Linked DNA regions of Zea mays: region 2 is linked to region 1. Evidence: chromatin contacts called from public Hi-C data. All regions are on one chromosome and are shown on one strand. Each heading gives the region's core, a stretch centred on a gene start, on an enhancer-like site or on the middle of the called end of the contact. The rest is flanking DNA. Distances are from core to core; before and after follow the strand shown.

Region 1 (7,039 bases), core at 2,442-4,941:
TGATAACTGCCTCAAAAAAGGTGCGCCACATTGTTTAAATTTATATCCTTTTTCCTTTTCCCTCTCTCTCTCTCTCTCTTGCCACAAGGATCGGGAAAGGGGATATTTCAAAAGGATCCTTCTCAGCGAAGGAAACGGGCCCCGAGCCCTCCTACTGATCAAGGGTTCGAAGGTTGAGCCCTGCGGGGTCCGGCGACCGCCCCAGAGCACTCGGGCTCCGAGCCCTTTACTGATCAGGGGTTCGAAGGCTGGCCCCTCAAAGGGATTCGACAGCCGCCCCAGAGCATGCAAAGGCCAAGGCTCGGGCTACGCTCCCGAGGTACCCTAAGACATTTCCGAGACCAGCGGGAACAGTCTGTAATGGAATCCCAATGAAGGGAGGCACCGAGCCCTCAGACCCTATCGAACGGGTCCGGGTCCAGCAAATCACATGCAGGTACTTTTGGAGCGCGCCTCTGGGCCACTAGCCGACCCTTATCGAACAGGGCTCAGGCGTCCGCTCGGATTACCCAATAGCAACTCACTGGAAACACCATGTTTAGCGCCCACCGAGGGTAACATGGCACGTTCCCCCCTCCTTGCAGAAAGGCGACGAAGGGGCGTACAATAAAAAGCCGAGACAGTCCTCGATTGTCCTCTCGCTCCGTGCAGAGGCTCGGAGGCTGCTCTCGCACCAGGCTACGACCAAATTGTTGACCACGTCGACAAAACAGCTTGAAAACTTGGAGCCTGACCATGCACCCGGGCTGCGGCCAGGCCGCATGAGGGAACAACAAGGCCGACCGAGGAATCACAAGAAGAATTAAGACCTCAGAGGAGTCAAACCACTCCTCCGAGGCCTCGGGGGCTACACCCGACGGGTGCGCTCGCGCGCACCCATCGGAACAAAATATAACCGAGAAAGGCTAGTCCCTTTGCAAAAGATCCGGCAGAACCTCCAAGCGAGTGCCTACACTCCCTTTGAGGCTCGGGGGCTACTATCGGGTACCGTAATTAGGGGTACCCCCAATACTCCTAAGCATGGCTGGAAAACATCCTCAAAACAGACCGTAAAGACCGGTAAGCGTGGTTCAAAGTTGAAGCCTCGTCTGCCAAGGGATGCGATCTCGTCTCGCCCGAGCCCGGCCTCAGGTAAGAACAAGTAGTCCCGGATGGATTCACGACTCGCCCGAAGGCCTCCTCAGGCAACGGGTGCACCCCCGGCTCGCCCGAGGCTAAGCTCAGGCAAACTTTGTCGTATAGCAACCTCGACCAAATCGCCTTACCAACCGACCGTATCGCATGCACATTTAATGCGAGGATCGCCCGACACCTTATCCTGACACGCGCGCCTCAGTTGGCAAGGTCGAAATGACCGCAGTCACTTCACCCCTTTACTGATCGTTCTGACAGGAAAACAACGCTATTCACCCCGTTCCGACTACTGTGCCAACCACCAGGGTAAGACTAACAACAGTAAGTCACTGCCTCTCCCGAGTTCAGCCTCGGGCGCAACAGGGAACTCCGCCTCGCCCGACCCCAGGCCTCGGCCTCAGTCTCGACCTCGGGAGAAGGTCTCCACCTCACCCGACTCCAGGCCTCGGCCTTAGTCTCGACCTCGGGAGAAGGTCCCCGCCTCGCCTGACCTCAGCCTCGGCCTCAGGAGAAGTCGCCGCCTCGCCCGACCTCTACCTCGGACCGACTACGCTATAGGGGATACATCATTACCCTATCTCTAGCTAGCCGTCTCAGGCTACGAAGGAACAAGACCGGTGTCACATCTAGATTACTCCGGCAACATGTAATGATGGTTCCCTGCATGCGTCCATGACGTTGATTGTTCTCAGCTCTCTACGAAGGCAAAGAAACGTCAGTAGGACCCAGGGCCGCACCGCCAGCTACAGGGCTCAAGCACTTCTCCGCCGGCCACGTTAGCACATAGCTACACCCCCATATTTACAGCTGGACCATCCCCTTGTATCTATAAAAGAGGATGCCCAAGGCCTTCCCAAGGGGGGCGGAAGCGGAGGCAAGGGCGAGAGGGGCTAACTCAGACGACTCACTCCAAGGCCACATCCTCTCTCGCGAAGCTTGTAACCCCTACTACGAGCACCCCGGTGCAAGATAATATAAGCCTCACCTCCCTCTCGTGTTTCATCTTGCATCAACCCATCTGGTCAGGGACACGCAGCGTCAAATTCACTGGTCGGTTGAGGGTCCTCGCGGGTCCAAAACGTCGACAATAGACAAAAGCTGATGTGTCCCTTTTGAAAACCGTGCAATAAAACCTACATTGAGAATGGTCTCGGTCACAGGTGAGTAAATGTGACTAAAGTGACATTTTACTACATTTGTCCTCTATTAAATAAGGGTAATTAAGGCCCCATTTGGTTTAGGGTGACTAAAGTTTAGTGACTAAAGTTTAGTCACATTTAGTCACTAAAGAAGCAAACATAGTGACTAAAATGAGGTGACTAAACTTTAGTTCTTTAGTCACTAAAGGGGTGACTAAAAGGGACTAAAGTAGTATTTTTACCTTATTTGCCCTCTGCACTTTCTTCTTATAGCAAACATCCATTAATTAATAGGGGTAAAACAGTCATTATTCACAGTAATTAATGCTCTTTAGTCCGGTTTTGTCACTGGAACCAAACAGGGTACTTTAGCGACTAAACTTTAGTCACTAAAATTTAGTCTAGTGACTAAAGGAACCAAACAGGGCCTAAGTCTTTATATATAGTAATTAATGCTCTTTAGTTAGCTTTAGGCCATGTTTGGTTTCTTTAGTCTAGGGACTAAAGTTTAGTTAGGGGACCAAAGTTTAGTCCTTAGCATGTTTGGTTCTAGGGACTAAAATTAGTAAGAATATACTAAATGACTCATAAAAAGACTAAAATAACCTTTAACATTCTCATGGTATTAGGCCCCGTTTGGTTTGGGGTGACTAAAGTTTAGTGACTAAAGTTTGGTCACTTTTAGTCTCTAAAGAAGTAAACATGGTGACTAAAGTGGGGTGACTAAACTTTAGTTCTTTAGTCACTAAGAGAGTGACTAAAAGGGACTAAAGTAGTATTTTTACCTTATTTGTTCTCTCCACTTTCTTCTTATAGCAAACATCCATTAAGTAATAGGGGTAAAATAGTCATTATTCACAGCAGTTAATGCTCTTTAGTCCAGTTTAGTCACTGGAACCAAACGGGGTACTTTAGCGACTAAACTTTAGTCACTAAAATTTAGTCTAGTGACTAAGGGAACCAAATAGGGCCTTAGTACAATTGAACTAAATGAGGGGCAAATATGGAATTAATATGATTGAGTCCCTTTTAGCTACATCTTGAGGGACTAGGGACTAAAGCAGTTTAGTCCCTGTTTTAGTCACACCGTTTGACAATTTAGGAACTAAATGAGACTAAAATGGAGGAACTAATCTTTAGTCCCTCAAACCAAATGAGGCTTACTCATCGAAATCAAACAAACTACTTTCGCGACTAAGGCTATAAAAAGACCCATGTCTGATTCATTACTTCAAACTCCACTATATAAACAATATTATCTATGATTTGGCGTCCTCTACTTTAAACTTATGCTGGAGACAATTTAAACTTTAGTCACGTCAGAAAATGCACAAATCACAATGCCAACGGTGTCGTCACTGGTCCGGCCCTTTCAAGCACACTCCCTACTCCCTAGCACGTTCTAGAACCATCCAGTCCATTACGGACACAGCCATTCCACCAACCAACCAAGCCAAACGGTTTATAGCCCCGCTCGGTTCAAGCCGGTACCGTACACCTCCAGAGTAGCTTACCCCAACCAAATCCATCCAAATTCAATCGGAATTCGCGTGCGCAAGCCCAAATCGGACCACGGTAATCCAAAGGCCGCGGCGTAGCGGACGCGCGGGCGCTGGTGATAAAGCGGGGGCTGGGCCTCGACGCCTCTGCTCTGCTCTGCTCTCCTCGCATATAGGGTTTATCTTCTCCCCTCCTCTGCCCCCATCTCGCTTCTCGCACACGGCAGCCGGATTCCGAAGCGCACCCCCTCGGCCCCAGCCAAAAGGTAGCACCCGCTGCGGTTCCCGCTTATTGGCTGTTGGATCTGGCGTGTCTAGGAGTGGGATTGGGGAGTCTATTTGGTGTGCTCCGATCCGTTTGGGGTTCCCATCGTTTCTCGTTCTGTGGATGGGCGTGTAGATTCAGTGAGGCGTTTGGTACTGCAGGAGGCGCGCTTGATTTGGTCGAGTTCTTCCATATGTGTGGATCGAGTGGACTCTAATCTGCCCAGCTCCAGTGTCATGTGGGTGGGGATTGGTTGACCAATATTTTCTGCGGTTGAATCTTAACAAGCTGGCGCGTATTTCTCGTAGTTTCCATCATTTCTCTGAGATTTCGATGGTTATGACATTTCCCTCGATATTAGGTTGGTTTTTGGCCAATTTAAGCTCAGTTAGTGTCTGTCTGAAATTGCAGCATCGCAGTTTCTAATCGTTTGGAGAGCACACAAGAATGTCGTTCGTGCAGCTCTCTGGTGCTGGAGTCGCTGCAGTGGCCTTCACGAACAAGAGCCTAGTCTCTCGGCACGCAGCGCTACGGGTCTGCTCGTCGAGGCGCTCGATCCGTAGCCTGGTCGTTAAGGCTGCAACTGTCGTCACCCCAAAGGTATAATACGACCTTAGCCTGTATGCTCACGATTCACTTCCAAGTGTTCTATAGAATGTAGGTATGCTTGTACATTCGAGTTTAATGCGATGCCATGTTACAGTACACTTCACTGAAGCCTCTGGGAGATAGGGTGCTTGTGAAGCTTGGTGCCGCAGAGGAGAAGACAGTTGGTGGCATTTTGCTTCCATCTACTGCCCAGACTAAACCACAAGGAGGTGAGGTTGTTGCTGTTGGAGCAGGAAGGACCATCGGGGACAAGAAAATAGCTGTGGATATAGAGGTAAATTGTTGTTTATGGTGGATTAGTAACTTCTAATGTCTAATATATATGCCTCTGCTATGAATTGCTGGTGGTAAATATGGACATCATGAGACGGGGTTTCATGCTTGTAGCCAAACTTAATTTCATGTGATGCGCCGACCAAGGACTTGATACTCAGTTGCTTACCAGTAGGCTTCATATTATACAAACAAGAACACACTGTTAAACTTTTTTATCGAACACGCAGGAGAACTGCACATCATTATATTAAGTAGAGAGAAAGGTCTAAAGAAGACCACGTACAGGGTGACAAATATCCAAAGAAAGCAGGGAAAAAACCAAACAAAGGACTATACAAAAAAGGGAAAAAAGAGAAATAACTAAGACATCCCCAAATCAAGGCCACAACCTTCTCAGTGCCTTAGCACCTGCCAATTCCCAAAGCATGGCATCCTCATGGATATGCTGTAGAACTGAACTCGTATTTGGAGAAACACCATAAAAAAGCACAAGCATTTCTGTGATTCCAGATCCACCAAGCCACAAGAATAACCATTACGTTGAAACCATTTCTGCAAAATTGGCACAAGACCTTCAGCCACACTCCACCAATCCTGGAACATAGATACCTCCAGCCCTGGTGACACAAGCTGCAGCCCCACTCTACTTAAGATCTGCCACCATATATTCCTGGAGAACACACATGAAATCAAGATGTGTTGAATTGTCTCCTGCTGCTGATCACAAAGGTCAAAGAACGCATTTCCCCGGGTGTCAGGACCTCTACGTGCTAGACGATCCGCCGTCCAACACCTATTAAGGGAAGCAAGCCAAATGAAGAATTTGCACTTAGGGGGTGCCCAACTCTTCCATATCCTTTCACCTGGCTCAAAATCCACAGAACCAGCCAAGAAATGTTGGTATGCTGTTCTAGCAGAGCACTCCCCCGAAGCACCTGGTAGCCAACGGAAAGCATCAGGTTTCCAGGCTGCAACTGAATATTCCGTGTTAAGTCCCAAATTACTAAGAATTTGACAATCACTGTTAAACTTTTAATGGTGAATTGTCAAGGAAATGGTAAAGTTGGAGGTTAAAGGTGGTTCCGTCAAAAAGGTCATGTGATACCTATATAATCCTACTTTCCTTTTTGTTACTAGGTACTCTGTGCATCTGATAATTGTACTATGGAACTATTCTTTTCCTTCTAGCTAATTGTTACATGTTTCTTAGATACAAGCCATACCTGTGAGACTGAGTTAGAGTAGTCATTGGAAGTGCGAAGCAAAAGATATAGCTAATTTGTCACATCTCATTTCACTTTGTTTGCGGTTGTCTTTGAACTTGTGTTATTGTGGTAATGTGTTTGTGGACATGTCATTTTGCACAATATTATCATGTGAACTTATGTTGGTTATTGTCTGAAATTACGATATATTGAAGCTTTCCTATGTTTAAAACGTTTAAAAGTCAAAACTCTACCCATGAGTGTTTCAACCTTTCGTCGTTTTAATAACCTTGGTTAGAAATCCTCCAAAATCTCAATACAATGGGCCATTCCATAGGATTTTTATAGGATTTGTAGAAACCCAATCCTTTGTTCTGAAGGGCCACATAGGAAAATTTCCTATAGGATCTCAATCCTTCAAAATTTCTTCATTGAAAATTTTCGATAGGATTCCAATCCTTCAAAAGTCCACTCGTGCAAATTGTTATGGTCGCTAGATCGGTGAGGGATTGGAGAGGGGTATCGATGTCGGGCGGGGGCCTATATGCCCACGGCCGAGCAAGAGGAGGGTTTCTCCCTTTTAATTCTTGCCTACTTTATTTGTCATCCATTGATTACATAAATAGGCCGGCTGACCGCCCCTGTCTAGCTAGAGATCCTTATCTCCTTAAAACTCCTAAAAACTCTCAACAAACTAACTGATAACTTTCCTAAATAATTTCAACTAATCTCCTAAATAATCTCAACTAATCTTCTAATCTTATCTCTAACTATCCTTATCTAATCCCCCTTGGAGGGTCCATGGCTGCTGCTGTCGCACCCCTCCGTGGGCCTCCTTAGGCCCTGACACTACACTCCTCCTGGACAATCAACTCGGCCTCGAGCTGCAGCATGACGAGCGCTCAAAGATCG
Region 2 (7,039 bases), core at 2,071-4,570, 140 kb before region 1:
GTCAAACAGATATAATAGAATTGTAGTTAAATTTACAGATGTTACTTACAAATTGGTTTATGCTTGGATGCACCCATCCAGTAGTTATCGCTTTGACAGTAGCAATGGCTTCCAAACCACCTGCTGCACCAAGGCAATGTCCTATCATGGACTGCAAATGGAAGATTACATCAGCCATCAGAAAAGGGCAATGAATCAATATCTGAAATAGTATTAATAAGTTGAAATACCTTGGTTGCATTTATTTTGATCCCAGATGGGTCCTTGAAGACTTGCTTGATGGCATTCACCTCTGCCAGATCACCAGCAAGGGTTGATGTTGCATGAGCATTAATATAGTTGACCTGCAAATAGTTAGCAAGTGTTCCACTAGATGAGTGAAAATAATGTCTGAACCAAAAAGTGTGGCAACCATGCCAAATTGCACAACTATGGATCACTATTTAAGAATCACAGACAACTGACACTCTAGAAAGTTAGATATATAGTTGCAGACAAGTTTAAGCATAACGGAACAAATATGAAATGAAGTGGTATTTTCAACAACTGAAATCCATATTACCTCCTCAGGAGCCACACCAGCATCTTCGAGACTTTGCTTGATGCAAGATGAAACACCAAGACCATCAGATCTCGGGTCAGTCATATGGTAAGCATCACAGTTCACAGCACCTCCTAAATACTCCGCAATTATTGGTGCATCACGTTTAATTGCATGCTCTAGGCTCTCCATGACCTTTGTCAAATTGAAAGAACTAGGAATTAGAATATTAGTGAATTGAAAAATCATAATTCCATGGCAAAAAGGAATGACAAGCATGAAACATCTTAATGTCGTGCCATAGAAATATGCATGGCAGAAGATGAAAGATCAATTGAATATATAAAGCATTCATCGCAACTTAAGTATTGGAGCAGCTAGAGAAGACCCTGGGTGCATTAAAACTGGGTGGAAGTTACTCCTAACAAGCTGTTAACAACAACGACAACAAAAGTCTTTAATCTCAAGCAAGTTGGGGTAGGCTAGAGTTGAAACCCACATAAGCCACAAACTGCTAAACAAAAAATAATTCCTTTTGCAGTTTATAGGCTTAACAAAATATCAGATAATGTTAATATATCATACCAGGACTCCAGCTCCTTCACCCATGACAAAACCATCACGATCCTTGTCCCAAGGCCTGGATGCTGTTTTAGGGTCATCATTCCTCTGTGACAGTGCTCTACATGCAACAAAGCCACCAACACCAATTGGAATAATTGCAGCTTCAGTGCCTCCAGCTATCATTATATCCGCTTCGCCTCTACGGATATGGTTTGCTGCAGCATAGAAACAGTAGTTCGAGGTAGCACAGGCAGTTGAGATGGAGTAGTTTGGACCCATGAAACCAATATCCATTCCAAGCAGGGCAGAACCCATGTTTGTTATAGCATATGGGATGAAGAAAGGAGTTATTTTTCTGTAGCCCTTCTCAATGAGATTCTGAACACCATCAGAAAACACCGTGAGGCCACCCATACCAGTGCCCACAAGCACACCAGCCCGGGTTTTGTCAATCTGTCAGAGAGAATGTTTTACCAATTAGCATCAAATGTAGTATCAACAGTAAAAAAATCTTATAGGACCAGTGAAAATATGAAACTAGCAGATAAAACTGGTGAGATTTGTCTCACTAAGTCACCAGGTCGCGGGTTTCAACTTTGAAGCAGCCTCTCCGCATTTGCGGGTGGAAGGCTTGCCTCCGTTTATCCCTTCCCCAGACCTCACACGTGTGGAGCCTCCGACACTAGGCCTACCCTTTGGCAGATGAAACTACCATCAAGAATGTACAAATCATTTGCTAGAAGAGAATTTGATTTAACCCAGAAATGCTACTCCCTCTGACCTGTAGGGCATGTTTGTTTTGAAGAAATCATACTTCGTATGCCTCGGCAACAATTAGTCAAATTATGCATGTTGAGGAAATAAAAGTTATATCAATAGATTTATACGAACTACTTTTAATGCAACATTGGTTTTGTAGAGATCAGCAATATTCTAATACAAACTAATGATTAAAATATACTTTTGATGACATTATCCCACCACAATAAGCCTGGAAGAAGAGAGAACTTTGCTAGAAAAAACACCATAGTGCAAGTGAATCATCAAATGAAACAACAGATTTTCGCAAAGCTTGTACATTACTCTGAATTAAACCTGTTGCACCAATCATTCTTTTTAATTAAACTACACCTTTGTTTCAGTTAAAACTAGTCACAAATATATTATACTGAGTTCTACTAAGTTTAAATGAATTTTCAAAAGGCATTGTTGCAGCCATGATTTATTAAGCACTAATCTTCACTTATTTTACCTTGAAAGTAAGAGCCAAGCGAAGGCAATTTACTCACAAGAGTAATTTCCAGTACACCACATTTGGCATACTCACAAGAGTAATTTCCAGTACACCACATTTGGCTTTGAGTGGCCTCAAAGCATAGTAGCATGCCATTATTATATATGCCATTTAAAAGTCACCCAGTTTTTATATCAGATATACACTAAAAATAAAGAAGATTAAATATCATTCTAAATGCAGGACATTTGCTCTTTTGCCCTATAAGACACCACATTTACAATGTAAATAAAAACTGAGCACAAGTGTTACTCCTCAGGCCAAGCTAAGATGGCATATCCTGCCACTACTTGGCGTCTCTGTATCTAAGCCATCAAGGTGACGAATCTCATTATCCCCGGAGATCACATCTCAATCCAAAGAAAAAAGGAAATTGTAATCACCATCACACAATGAACCAAGCAACGTCCCCTGGTTTATCAAAAGTGCGATACCACAGGACAGTTAATATCTGACGGAAAGATCCCAACGTAACTAGGCAATTGGCAGCTCTACTTGCCACTAAAAGTGCAGCATTTAGAACAAAAGGCATTCCGAGGTGTGTTTCCAGCGCTAGCTACCTTTTCCATGGGCTTGGAGCCGTGGGCAATACCGGCAGCCTCGAGAGCCTTCTTGCCACTGACGATGCAGTATCGGAGGCAGTCGTCGAGGCGGCGGTCGTTCTTTCCGTCGATGTAGCCCTCGGACGAGAAGCCCCGGATCTGGCCGGCGAAGCGGGTGGGGAACTTAGAGGCGTCGAAGCGGTCGATGGGCCCGATGCCGCTCTCCCCGGCTAGCAGGCGGTCGTAGTAAGCGTCTACGTCGTTCCCGAACACGGAGACCAACCCCATCCCCGTGATCACCACCCGCTTCTTGGGATCCGTCTCCCGCCGCGGTGCCGCTGCCGCCGTCGCGGAGGCGCGGACGGAGAGGCGCATAGGGAGATTCCGCCGAGCCCGCGGAGCCGCCACCGGGGCCGATGCAGCAGTGGGCACGAGGAGGCTCTGCATAGCGACGGCGGTGGCGGTGGCGAGGGATGGTACGGGGGAGCAAGAGAGTGGCGGCGATGGAAACGAGGCGGGGGGGAAGGAAGATGAGTGGTGTCCTGCTGGCTGCGAGGCGGAGCGTTACCCCTGTGTATATGGAGAATGGGTTCGCGGGCCCACAGAGTTTTGGGGTCGTGGGACTTTGGAGGCGCCGGAGACGGGCAACACTGCAACAGGCTCACCTCTTCTCTTTCTCAACGCAACAGGGCGGACTTCGCAAGGCGGACTTCTTGTCTGCCCATGCCACTTGTGAATTGTGATGCGTGTTGTGGCAATCAGGTTAATCATCCCGTTTTTTACTAGTTTCTCGCTAATCGCCCAGAACGAAAAAACGAACGGTTTTTTTCAAATTTCCTGGCCTGTTTTCATTTTTAAATTTAAGAAAACGGTTTTTGACTGTGTTTTACTTAAAAAATGCGATAAATTTTTACTTAAATAGAGAAATTTGATTTGACCAAAGCAAAATCTATGTTTTATATTGTATGTACATAAACGGTACGAGAGGGTTAGGGGGACCAAGGCATCTGCCCGCCCTGCGCTGGTCGCGGACGTCTAGCCCGGACCGTGGACCACTTCTGTGTTTTACTTTAAAAATACAACAAAATTTTATTTAAATAGAGAAATTTATTTTGACCAAAGAAAAATCTATGTTTTATATTGTATGTACATAAGCAGTACGAGAGGGTTAGGGGACCAAGGCCCCTGCCCGCCCTGCGCCAGGTCGCGAACGTCCAGCCCCCGACCGTGGACCGTTCGTAGTTTCACAGGAAGCACCACCGTCAATACTCATCATAGTGATTGGCACCCGGATCGGCGTCAACACATTTTTTGGTGACTCTGTTGGGGACATCGTGTGAGGACCTATCAGATCGGCTCTTAATGGCCGGTTCAAAAGGTAGCTCTGATGTCTCCCCATCAATATCATTGAGCTAACTTGGGAAACCTTGTCGGCTCCAGTTGATCAAGGAAGCAAAAGCAAAGTGACTAGCCAACTTCAAAGTGAATAGAAACAACAAGGTCGTTCGACAACTGGTGACTGATCTGGCTTCGCTCCGATCTACTACAACTACCCCAAAGTAAGTGAAACAAACGAAATTCAATCCCTTAGATCTTACTAGATGAGCAACGAGAACACATGCAACAGATACTAGGGGTATGCAAGAGGATTATAAGAGGCTAGCACGTATATTTGGTAAATCCGATGTTGCTAATTTTTCATCGCATGAGGGTAAGACTAGGGAAAATGCACACGATCCATCGACTACAAATTGACATGGCCAATCCCAACCACTTTATGGGATGCCGATAGATACATATCTTGGACAACCACGGTCTCCTGCACAAATCGGGGGTAAATTCGTCGATCTGCGCACGGCCAGACCATCCGCGCCTGAGTGCGGACTGTTCGGACCAGCTGCGACCGGCCCCGTTTTCCGAACCGAGTTACCAAAGTCCGCGCCATGGCCACCATATTTTGCACAAACCCTAACAGACCCTTTCGGACCGTCCGCGCATATGGTCCAACAGTCCGAATACATCACCGGAAGGTCCGGCTATACGATCAGACAGTCCGCGCACACAGCCGGACGATCTGATACCAGACATTCCGACACAGAGTATATGGAACGTAATGTTAATTATCATTCCTCATCTTTATGTCTGTCCCAGCCAAACCTTCTGTTACACCCCATGGCACCTCAGTACCATAATACGACAGTCCAGACACGTGGGGATGAGTACTTTTCGGCCCCCTAGAAGGCCGGAAAGAGACGACCAGCCATATGAGCCACCAGGGGCAACATTAATGTTCCACATAACCCAACCACATGGGCAGTAAGACAACATAATACCCAAAACACCCACACTTGTGCTGGACCAAAGGGTCGGTGGACTAACACCACCCGCTATTGACATAGTAAGAGAAGAGATAGTTGGGCGTTCTGAGATAAGCTCGAAGTTAGCATGATCCCGGGGGAGGACAATCATATCGAAAACCCTATGACAGTCGATTTGACTACACTCGTACCCACAAGGAACAAGGATACCCAAATTTGCAAAATTTTTGTGTGAGCAAGGTAAAAGCATGCACGAGCACATAGGACAGTTCCTATCATAGTTAGGAGAATTGGCCGATACAGAGGCATTACGCGTCCGTTTATTTTCATTGTCTCCAACTGGGACTACATTTGCTTGGTACGTCACGCTGCCGCCTAACTCTATTTATTTGTGGAAGAATTTAGAACTAAAATTCCATGATCACTTCTTCTCTGGCTAATATGAGTTAGGCCTGATAGATCTAGTAGCTCTTGGGTGGCATTTCGATCCCAGAACAACCCCTAGGATCTCTCTCCCCTACGGGGTCCCTCTCGAAAGCGTGATCTAGGTGTTGTTCGACGAACTCCGCTGCCTTTGCGCACACGTGGATCATCCGGCTCGTTAGGAAGGAACCCTAACCTCCACGTCAGGTCGCGGACCGTCCGGCCCTCGGTCGTGGACTGTCCGCACTTTCGCAGAGAGTGCCGCCGCCAGTACTCATTGCAGTGATTGGCGCCTGGATCGGCGCCAACATAATCATTTGAGCTTCAATTCTATGGATTGAGTTTCAATTGGCATGTATTTGTAGCTAAATCAATTTTATTTGCAATATCTTATAATCTTAAATTTATATCCTAATAGGCAGAAACCTGGAATATAAACATGTTTGCTTGTTCCAAAAAAGTTTTAAAATATTTATGTTCCCACTTATAAAATATTGTCTTAAGTTCTGGTTTTTATTTCATATTTTCCTTCCCCTTCACAAACATGGATGCAACATTCTAAACCCAAGAAAAAAGTAGCATGTGTGTATATGAATATATCATAACACCAATGAAAGGGAAATAGGCTCACACCTTTTCCTAAAATAATTTTGGTGGTTGAATTGCCCAACACAAATAATTGGACTAACTAGTTTGCTCTAGATTATAAGTTCTACAGTGCCAAAGGTTCAACACAAACCAATAAAAAGTCCAAGAAAGGGTTCAAATAAAAAGAGCAAAAGACAACCGAAGGCAGCCCTGGTCTGGCGCACCAGACTGTCCGGTGCACCAGGGAGAATCACTCTGAACTTGTCACCTTCGGGTTTCTGGAATTGCCCTCCATTATAATTCACCGGACTGTCCGGTGTAGCACCGGACTGTCCGGTGTGCCAAGCGGAGTAACGGCTACAGCGCCAACGGTCGACTGCAAAAGTAAACAGTGAACAGTGCCGACTGCGCGCGCAGAGTCAGAGCAGGCGCCAAATGGCGCACCGGACGGTGAACAGGACCTGCCCGGTGCACCACCGGACTGTCCGGTGGCCCACATGTCAGAAGCTCCAACGGTCGAACCTTAACGGTTGGGTGACGTGGCTGGCGCACCGGACAGTGTTCGGTGGTGCACCGGACTGTCCGGTGCGCCATACGACAGCAGCCTTCCCTAACGGCCAATTTGGTGGTTGGGGCTATAAATACCCCCAACCACCAACACTTCAAGGCATCCAAGTTTTCAGCCAACACATTCAATACAAGAGCTAGTGTATTCAATACAAGAGCTAGTGCATTCAATACAAGACACAAATAGAGTTAATCAAAATCT

The links. A called contact is a pair of places that touch in the nucleus more often than the background predicts.
Region 2: a Hi-C map of leaf mesophyll shows a contact between it and region 1, with 2.0 times the contacts expected there. The contact joins the promoter of LOC100279707 here to the promoter of LOC100191248 in region 1.

What each region holds. Positions count from the first base shown.
Region 1 is chr9:12,410,769-12,417,807 of Zm-B73-REFERENCE-NAM-5.0, reverse strand. LOC100191248 reads left to right here and starts at 3,691. Exons shown (of 6, transcript NM_001136682.2): 1 at 3,691-4,038; 2 at 4,449-4,637; 3 at 4,741-4,920. The coding sequence starts at 4,485.
Region 2 is chr9:12,547,180-12,554,218 of Zm-B73-REFERENCE-NAM-5.0, reverse strand. It overlaps LOC100279707, which reads right to left and starts at 3,320. Exons shown (of 7, transcript NM_001152667.1): 1 at 2,960-3,320; 2 at 1,127-1,558; 3 at 563-736; 4 at 231-344; 5 at 50-151. The coding sequence starts at 3,316.